Linked DNA regions of Oryzias latipes: region 2 is linked to region 1. Evidence: chromatin contacts called from public Hi-C data. All regions are on one chromosome and are shown on one strand. Each heading gives the region's core, a stretch centred on a gene start, on an enhancer-like site or on the middle of the called end of the contact. The rest is flanking DNA. Distances are from core to core; before and after follow the strand shown. Region 1 holds the start of LOC101173216 (forkhead box protein P1-B). Region 2 holds the start of LOC101163242.

The links. A called contact is a pair of places that touch in the nucleus more often than the background predicts.
Region 2: a Hi-C map of embryo shows a contact between it and region 1, with 1.9 times the contacts expected there. The contact joins the promoter of LOC101163242 here to the promoter of LOC101173216 in region 1. A contact is called at or near these places in 4 of 5 Hi-C or Micro-C datasets (embryo and fibroblasts).

What each region holds. Positions count from the first base shown.
Region 1 is chr5:6,332,627-6,337,726 of ASM223467v1, reverse strand. LOC101173216 (forkhead box protein P1-B) reads right to left here and starts at 3,529. Exons shown (of 20, transcript XM_023954813.1): 1 at 3,382-3,529; 2 at 757-811.
Region 2 is chr5:6,628,014-6,632,581 of ASM223467v1, reverse strand. LOC101163242 reads left to right here and starts at 2,805. Exons shown (of 11, transcript XM_004068598.4): 1 at 2,805-3,052; 2 at 4,417-4,568. The coding sequence starts at 3,037.

The DNA of each region.
Region 1 (5,100 bases), core at 2,280-4,779:
TATATCGCTCAGCACTGTTAGTAGCATCTGAGGCTTCTGTGCTCAAACTGTGGTTATTTGTGGTTATTCAAATTGTGGCTTATTTTCAACAGAAAATGTAACTCCTCCAGAGAACTCACATTTTTGTTGACCAACAAATGGACGACAACAATATGGGAAATGGCTACATACTCAGACTGGAGAGAAGAAAGGATTTCCAAAAAGTTGGATAAAAAGTTCCCAAAGAAGTAGAAACACATCTTAATGAGTTTTCTCAAGGGGTTTTTCTTCACTATTCACTAACTTAACAGTCAATTAAAAAATGAAAATTGTTTTACAAATTACACTAATTTATTTACATATATATTAAAAGTTCAACATGTTTTTTTTAAATTATCTTTTATTTGCTGCCATGTGGCTTGCTGCATTCAATTTGTAAAAACCAAAAAACAGAAAAATATTATATGCAGTACTCACTTCTAATGTATTTAATGAACAATTCTACACGAATGTAGGAACCATCTATTAGAGCAAATCAAAAGATAGAGCCTGATATATTTGGGCTACATTTACAAAACAAAAGCAAAACAATGAATTTAGTCATTCCCAGTAAGTGGTTAGCATTACAAGCGGCTGCACGTCTTCAGCTGGCGGGTGGCTTTTCTGTTAGATTGCTTTCATTAGCAACAGAGGACGACAGAGGACGGCAGTCGACGGCTGCATGGGTTCACGGTAGTCAGCAGCATCACGCCGTAGGAGTGGGAACAGGGAGCTCACCTGAAGGCGTCTGCTCCCTGACCACACAGCCTTCCTGGCATGGAGGACAGTCTGCCTGTAGCAGCAGAGACAGAAAGTGTAAACATTCCTCTCTTCCTCGCCGATATTCAGACAACACAGAACACTAGAGCGTTTTCACATGACGGGTGTCATTTCGCCTCACGAGGAGTCATCAAAAGGTTAAAACCTCACACTTTTTCCTTTCACTTTTGTTGCTTGATGTAACTCCAAAATGTAAAGAAATGCTTTGAGACGGTTCGTCTCTGAAAGCTTGAAAACCCCTTAAAAATATGAAAGAAGTGAAACATGAAACCCAAAACAGTAGCTGCGCATTTTATTTATTTAATTACTAAGAAATAAGTGTTAAAAAAATGAAAGACTAGAAATCTAATAAAAATTAAAGTGTTAATCACTAAAAAGTGGTTGTCTTTCAGAGGAAAGCGGGGCACTCCTCACTACCAGCACAAGGTGTTTTAATGTGTGCTGGCAAATACTGAGCAGTGGGATGAAAGAGGGACGCTGGCTTTGCTGGTGAAGCTCTCACACTCGGTGCTCCGGTGAGGGATTATTTTCTTACCACTGAACCTCAGCTCTTCACAAATCACCCCAAGCTCTAGAACGTCAGAATGATTTCCTAAATCACACACATATGTGACATCGGTGCCTTTACATTCTTCTTAAAGTCTATATGATTAAAATACACCAAGGTGATTTTTTTTTTTTTTTGCAATCAAAAAAAAACCTTATATTTTCACTCAACGTGCCTGACAGAAGAGGGGAAAAAACAGCTATTCTTGTTCCTAAATGCACACTCAGGCGACAGTGCAAGTGTTCTTCTCCGTGACACGACTGCGTCTCAACCCTTATAGAACGGTTATGTCAAACGGCAGGCCTGCAAATATTGTAAAGAAAGCTCATCCTCTGTTTTAAAGGCTGGGTCAGCATTTGTGAAGGTCTATTTCTGCATAAGTGAGCACACAGAGCCCAGAGCCTGTTCAAATAGTCTGCCGCTCTCTCTCAGGCTGCTCATGACAACAGCCCAGCAGCAGCACTGTTTGATCTCCCGTGTTTTCCTTAATCTGGGTTGTCAAGGTTCGCTTGTTGGAGGCTGTTTACTTTCCTTCTACAAAAAGACACTTTTTTTTCTCTCTCTCTCTCTCTCCTCAGACAATGACTAATCCAAAGACCAAAAAGGAGGGAACACTGCCAGCAATAGTTTTTTAAAGCAGTATTGTTTATGTCACATGTGCCGTTTAAAGGAATTCTGTCACACAGTCTTTAAATTCTCCCTCTGCAAGAGGTTCAAGGGAGGAACAAATGTCACTCTCTATTTTATTTATTTATAAATAAAATAAATGAGATTTCATTCTAAAAAGCAGGAGCTTATTAAATCATTCCAAATTAATAATCCTTGACAAATGGGTGTAATTTATTATTTTTATTAGAATAGAAAAAAAACGTTATTGAGTCTACAAAAGAGGAATTACCTTGTTACCATTATAGCTCTATTTAAAAAAAAAGAAGAGCGATAATAAAAAACACTTTGTAAAAATAATAATTGTCCAGTTTCTCTGATGTGTTGACACCAAATATCTGAAATATATTTAGAAAAAACTAACAGATGCATATAAAATATATTTTACAGTGTTTATGCTCTGATAGTAAACGTTACACAATCTTCTCGCTGTTGCATCATAGTTTTGTTTTATTGAATTTTAATTTAAAAATTATAATTCACGAGCAAACATTTTGGACACATTTTTGCTTCGATGTAGATGAACTGAAACGTCTGTTTGTGGTGTTTAATGTTCACAACAGAAAAAAAAAGCGAGTATAGTGTAGAAGTCGCAGCGCGTTGTGTTGCTGAACGGCTTTGTGTAGACTAGAGAGCTAATCATGTTGTAATGAATTGAATATCCGTTTCAGTTGGGCTGCTGAGTCTGCTAAGGCGCACAGAAACAGCAGCCTCCGGCCGGAGGACACTTCCATGAACTGAAGAAAAGTCTTCAAAGTTCGGGAAAGCTCCATCCATCCATCCTTCAAGTTCAGGCAGAAACCTGCTAACAGGTGGAGAGAAGCTCCATCCCGGGACCGACAAATCACGGCGCTCACGCGCGCTCCCTCTAGTCGGTTCTTTTCTCCACTTTTTCCTAGAAGCTTCGAACTTTGTTGACCCTCCAGAGCCCCTGCGGGGATTTGCACCTTCCACCACCGCGTGTCTCAACGGTCTTTGCTGCTCTGAAACTTCTGCGGCGCCGCTGAAACTTCAACTCGTTTTTGTTTGTTTGTTTGTTTGCCCAGAACAGGCTGAAACTTTGAACGGCTCGTCTGCGTGTCTGTCTGCCGCCGCCGCTGAATGCCGCGCAGCCCCACGAGCCTCGGCCAAAACACGCGAGCGAGCACCGCCAGAAGAGCCAAACTTACCGTGGAGGAAAACGCTTCAGCAGGCTAACCGGCGCACGCGGACGGTACCGATGGCTAACCCGTGCACGCGAGTTCGCTACCAACATAAAACCACACCGTAAAAACACCGATATTACTCTGCCCGCGAAGGGGGGGGGGGGGGTCACTAACTATCTAACTAACTAACTAACTTGGCTCCAAGCAGTAGAAAGTGATGCTTACCAAGGGCGTCGAAAACGAAGCAAAAGTCGGAGTTTGACTGTCGCCGCGTGCCGCTCTGACTCACAGGCACGAGCGCCTTTTCTTAATGTTATTAGATTTTTACACGCGGAAAGAAGAAGAGGAAAAGGGAAGAATCGCGGGTTTGATGTTATTGTTTTGATGTCCAAACCTCTGACGTCACATCCACCTGCTTTGTAAACAACTTTCATCGCTCTGCAGGGACTTTGTGGAAACATCATTTACCCGAACAATTCCAATAAAAGTCCTAAATTACTTCTAGTTACGGAAAATGGGCTGATTTGAAATAGTTTTGTTACAAAGTTAGATAAGAAAGAAAAGACACACCTGTAAAGACTAAAGTGAAAGCGTGAACTAGGATATATTTAGAGAAAACCTTTTCTTTTTAACCACTGATTAATACAATCGTGTTAAATGCTAGAAAATAAAATGACAAAAGTGCTGTTTACGTCAGAAATCTGTTTTAAATTTACGGCCATAATCTAGAAAAACTCTTCTGTTCATCCCGCTGGTTTATGAACAGATTCTAAGGCCTGAACTGTCTGCAGGAAAGCAACAATAGTCTGCTTAATAGTATATTGTTTTCTCCTTCTTTTTGTTTGTTTGTTTTTGTTAGTTAGTTGTTGTTTTCGTTTGTTTTATTTTGTTTGTTTTTCTTCGTTTTTAAAAATATATTTTTCGTCACATATTATTTAGATGAACATCTTATCTTATTTCTATCATCTGTATTTGTCACAGCTGGAAGAGACGCCTGCTGCAGGAAATGCAGAAAGCCGGTTTGTTATTGGAGAGCGCCACCGTGTGGCTACTTGTCAGTATGGAAGACAAATTCCAAAATCCACTGAAACACTAAAACAGCGCATGTTGTTTCTGAACACTTTTAGTCTAAGTGGCAGAACCTTCACTTTTATTCGAATGTAACATTTATTTCATTACATTTAGTATTGGTCCGTCGGCATTCCACCAAATCTTTATTTTAAAAATATAATATTGTATTTTACACTCATATCTTCATAATGTATGCTTTGGTCGACATTTTATGTAGCGGGAAAAATAAATGACAATCAAGGCAAAACCAGGGAAACAGGGCACAACTACATGGAGTTCAGTGACCATTTCAGTGAAGAGAGCGGAGCCGCAAAGGTTACTATTGGTTAAAGATTACTTGTGTCATGGCTTGGCAGGTCTCTGCTCCTCTGTCTCCCCCCTCTGGTTGTTTCTGTTATTGCTGTCCTGTGGCTTCTTTCTGCCACTCTCCTGACACATCTGCATCAGGGGTGTCCAAACATTTAGTAAAGAAGGCGAGATTTGGTGAGCTTTAACTGTCTGAGGGCCAACCATTCAACTTAAACTATTTTAATAAGATTAAATGCAAATGAACAGTTAAAGGGCCTTTATCACACAGACTCAACTTTTTGCACGTTTAAGTGTATTATAATGTTAATTCGTCACAAAAATAACCCCAAAGTGGTATTTTGATCTATTCACACATTTCTGAGTATTCCTATAACCCTTGAGCTCTCTTAGATGACCCCACCCTTACTTTGACGTGTTCTCCCTACCATGACAAAGGTGGATAAAGGTGAAAAGATTTCATGTAATCCATGGACACCAGTGAAGATCACAAATCATTGAAGAAAAAAGGTTCAGTGCACTGTTTAGTGGGTCAAGATGACCCAACTCCCAATGGTAAAGTGCCTA
Region 2 (4,568 bases), core at 1,556-4,055, 300 kb before region 1:
ATGAAAGTCCCTGCCGCCCCAGAGTCAATCATACCTTTCGTTTCCGTTATGTGTTTTTTAAAGTGTAGGGTAACCGGCAGAGTTAAGGTGAGTTTGGGTTCACTCACTGGTTTTGCAGAGCATCATGGGTGGCGATTGGGACAGGAGTTGCGAACGTGGCAGGCTGGCCGGAGTAGTGGCAGAGATTCTCCCCGAAAGGCCTTGCACTCTCCCCTGGATAGAGCTGGGTGGAGTCGAGTTGCATGGGCTCGTGATCGGAGCCAGCGCCTCCATTCTGTGTTTTGTGTATTTTATTTGAATCAGCGTGGGACTTCTGTGGTTTTTGTGGATCATTGTTTGTGTATGTCTGTGTGATTATTTTCAGGTGTGCTGGAAAGGGTGTGACCTCACATTTGGACCCAACCTGATGGAGGCAACCTTTAAAAGCACCACATGGACCTCCAGTCTGTGAGAAGGGAGCTTGGCTGCAACCAGTCTCCACTGCTGCTTGGTCCTCTTCTCCATTATTTTTGGTATTCTCCATTTGTTTTAGTTTTGTGTTACACTTTAGTGTTGTACTTTAGTATTTTGTAGTTTTGGGGTTTTGTGCCCTCTCTCTTTAGTCTTTTGGTTTGTAGTTAAGTGAAGCTGTAGGGGTGAACTGCCATTTTCTTTGTTACTTGTTTTCTCCTGTTTTTGTTAGTCTAGGGAGGTTAGAGTTTGTCTTTGTTTTCATTTTTCTTTTAGTACAGGTAAGAAAACTAGATTTCAGTTAGGTGGGGTTTTGTTTGTTATTTTGGCCTTGGTTCACCCTGAAGCCTTTTTGCTTCACTTGTAGTTTTGGTTGGTGTTTATTTATTTGTAAATACATTTTTTTTATACTTTCAAATTTGTTATACTTTTGTATGGAGACAATTCCGTCTGGTGTTTTTGTTTGCCAATTTGGTAGCCAAAACTTTTCTGTTTTTATGTTATGCCCCTCTAGGTACCCCTAGACATTAAAAGGGCAGTAACAATGGTTAAACACCTCCCAAAACTGCTGTGTGAGTGCAGCATATGAGTGGAAGGGTAACGATCCACCAGTCCAGAGTGCAGCTATCCACTCTCGCGCTCCTCCGGTCGGGAGGGAGTACACCAGCGACACTTTGGCATCTTCTGTGGGATAGAGGCTTGATTGTTGGCGCAAAAACAAATTACACTGCATAAAGAAGCCCACACATTGCTCGGGGTCCACATTGAATTTGTTCGGAAGCGCCATTCTCTGTCCCGCTGTGTAAGTGAGAGTTGCTCTAGGCGCGCTGCCTGTGGCGGTCGCTGATGACTGAGCAACCGGAGGAGCAGATGTGTTGCTGACAGGCGGGTTGATTTGCAGCTGTGACAGCAGTTGCAGAGGTTAGATGATGGACCGTGCTCCAGCAGCAAAGTAGCAAACCCCGCCGGGTTCGTCGAGCTAGGAACTCCTGCTGCTGGAACCACGTTTGTCAAAGTATTCTGTCTCAGGAACAGGCAGACGGTTTGATCCAAGTGCAGCAGGTTTATTAGCACAACTAAAAGTCCACAAAGCTAAATTAGGGTCAGGCAGGCAGAGGTCAAAGCAGGTATGAGATCATTAGAGGAGAAACAGGGTAGTCAAGATCCAGGTGAGAGTCGGGGCAGGTGTCAGGCAAACGGAGTCAGAAACAGGGTCAGAAGACAGAAAAAGATCCAAATATAACGATAAGTGACATTTGTTAGATATTTTTATGAGGTTCATTGCAAGATTTCTCTTTTTTGGGGGTTACTGAAGCATAATGTTTTGAACTGTCAAGCACTCATGCAGAATTCAAAAATATTGAATAAACAACAACAAAAAACAGTTTATTTAGACTAAAAGTTATACCAATTAATGGACAGGTTGTAGTCTGTAGATCAGGGGTGTCCAGACATTTTGCAAAGAGGGCTGGATTTGGTGAGGTGAAAATGTGTGAGAGCCAACCATTTTTGACATGAAACAGAAAATGATTTTAATACATTTTTACCCAAATTTCTGTTAATTCTGTTTAAAGACCAAAAATATAAAAAGTCTCTCTAGAAAAAAATCTTTAGAAAAACAAACTCAGGGTTCATATGAAATGTTGCACATTATTCCCTGTTAAAAATTCACCGTAAACTTACAGAAATAAATCATGAGAACGGGAAAATGACACAAATAGTTCTCTATTACTCAGAAATAGTTCTCTTACTCAGAACCAGTGCGGTTTTGATCAGAGAACAAACAGATCTGTACCTTTGGTTTAGCCCTTGAGGCCCTGAAGGTCAAGCAGCCACAGGTTGCTGCCAGATTTAAAAACGGCTTATGACATAGTTTAGCCAATCACAATCAAGAAATCGAAAGTGCTGTGGGCCACATAGGCTTATTGATTTATGACAGGACCCTGGAGACCAGCAGAAATTTGAACAGAGCTGCATTTGACCCGTGGGCAGGACTTTGGACATGTAAATTTTTTTCACCAGCCTCACCAACTCATAAGAAATCAATCCTACCATGATATGAACGTTTTATTATGAAAAAAAACAAACAAAGCATCTTCAGATCATCTTTTTTCCCTGGTATTTTATTTAATCCAATCAGAAATATCTGCAGGGTTTCAGGAAGTGGGTAATCAGACCTTTCATTCTGTCTTTCTGTCGTTTCAGCCTAAACTTCCATGATCATGCAGTGAAAGGAACAGGCTCAGGGCCTCTCTCTGTCTGTCTCCTTCAGTCCACAGTCAACAGAAGTAGCTGCACTTCAGCTGCATGAAGGGTTAACCACATGCTGCTTCACGAACAACCGAAGGCTATAACTGCTCGTTGTGCAACTTTGCCAGATTTATAAAAGAGGTCCCGGTGGCACGCGCGTAGCGTTCACGTGTCACATGCAGTTGAATAAGGGTCGCCTTCACGTGTTGCATATGACTCCTCCTCGCTGGGCGCCTCGGTTCCTGTGATATAACCGGAACCCCGCTGCAGCTCCTCTCTGCACGTATTCCCGTCGTGAGTGCCAGCTGCGGAACCGGCACGCCCATCTCTGCAAGCATGGCTCTAGTGAAAGGTAAGACCAGTACTCCATAAATAGTCCGTAATGGTGAGGGTTAGACAGGGCTGCCTCGCGTGACTGTAGTGTCCTCCGTGGTCCTTAAAGAAGCTTCTGCCGACCACACACAACTCAGGCTGACACAGGAGCTTTGCTGTCACTCCGAGTTGGTAAACCACAGTGGACGTCAAGTCTGAATGTGTAAATTGTAGTAAAACGTGCAAACATTTGTTTACATACCAAAGAGCATGATTCCCCCCAAATAAGGCTGCTCCCGCCGGTAACAACCGTTCACTGCACTGTCTATCTATCTATCTATCTATCTATCTATCTATCTATCTATCTATCTATCTATCTATCTATCTATCTATCTATCTATCTATCTATCTATCTATCTATCTATCTATCTATCTATCTATCTATCTATCTATCTACAGATACAGTATGTGTGTATACATATGTATATTTTTTATTTCAGGCATAGATAAAAAAAACAATAACAAAGAGACATTTTATAGTTAACCATAGTTTTCGTAATCTGGTTCTGATCAGACAGATCCTTTTCAAGTATCAAAATGAAGTGCTTAATGATTGATTATTTTCAGAAAACATTCATTCATAATTTCAGCGAACAGCAACATCAATCACACACCATGTAACAGAAATGTACTGCTCTTTGGTAATAATCAGAATACAATTTCATTAAATCCAGATATCATTGCTACACATTGCAGATCAAGTTATAAAGTAGCAAATACGAGTGCTTATTGAGCATTCTCACAAAGTATTCTTATATCTTTTCAGTAGACATTAATGATTTAAACTTTAGGTAACCGTTATGTAATAATCATTGATTATCAATAGAACAAAGGATCACATTAACCAGTGATTATTGCTACGCACTAAAAGAGCTTTGATTATTTTACCATAATCAAGTTCACACATGTATTTGGAGTCATTCAAACACCTTTTGATCCTTAACTCCTCTTATCTTCATATCGTGAAATCATATTTTCCTTTATATATTTGCGATTTATTGTGCAGGCCTAATATATATAAATATATATCCGTTTTATATAATATTCATTTTGTCCCTTTCGCGGCCACTGGTGGGCGAAGGCAGGATATACCCTGGACAGGTTGCCAGTCTAACATCACTGCTGTCTCTAGTAAAAAAGACATGCATATAGCAAATATACTATGAAACTATGATAAATAGAAATAATTATGCTTCAATCTGTGAAATTTTGGTCTTGATTTGTGAATTAAATTCAATCACCACTGAAGCAACAATCCACCAGTCAGAGACATAGCTAATTTACAGACTAGACCAAGCTGGTCTGAAATATATAACAGTACAGCAACCATCTTTTTCATCCCAGTTCCTGACACCCCCATGGAAGTGATTGTGGATTTGTTAACCAAAGCCAAGGACAAGGCTGTATCATGCAGCACTGTACCGGAGGAGTTGAAAGGTCATCTGCAGAAAGCTTTGGACATTGCCAGTGGACTGGATGTGTACTTGGAGAAGATG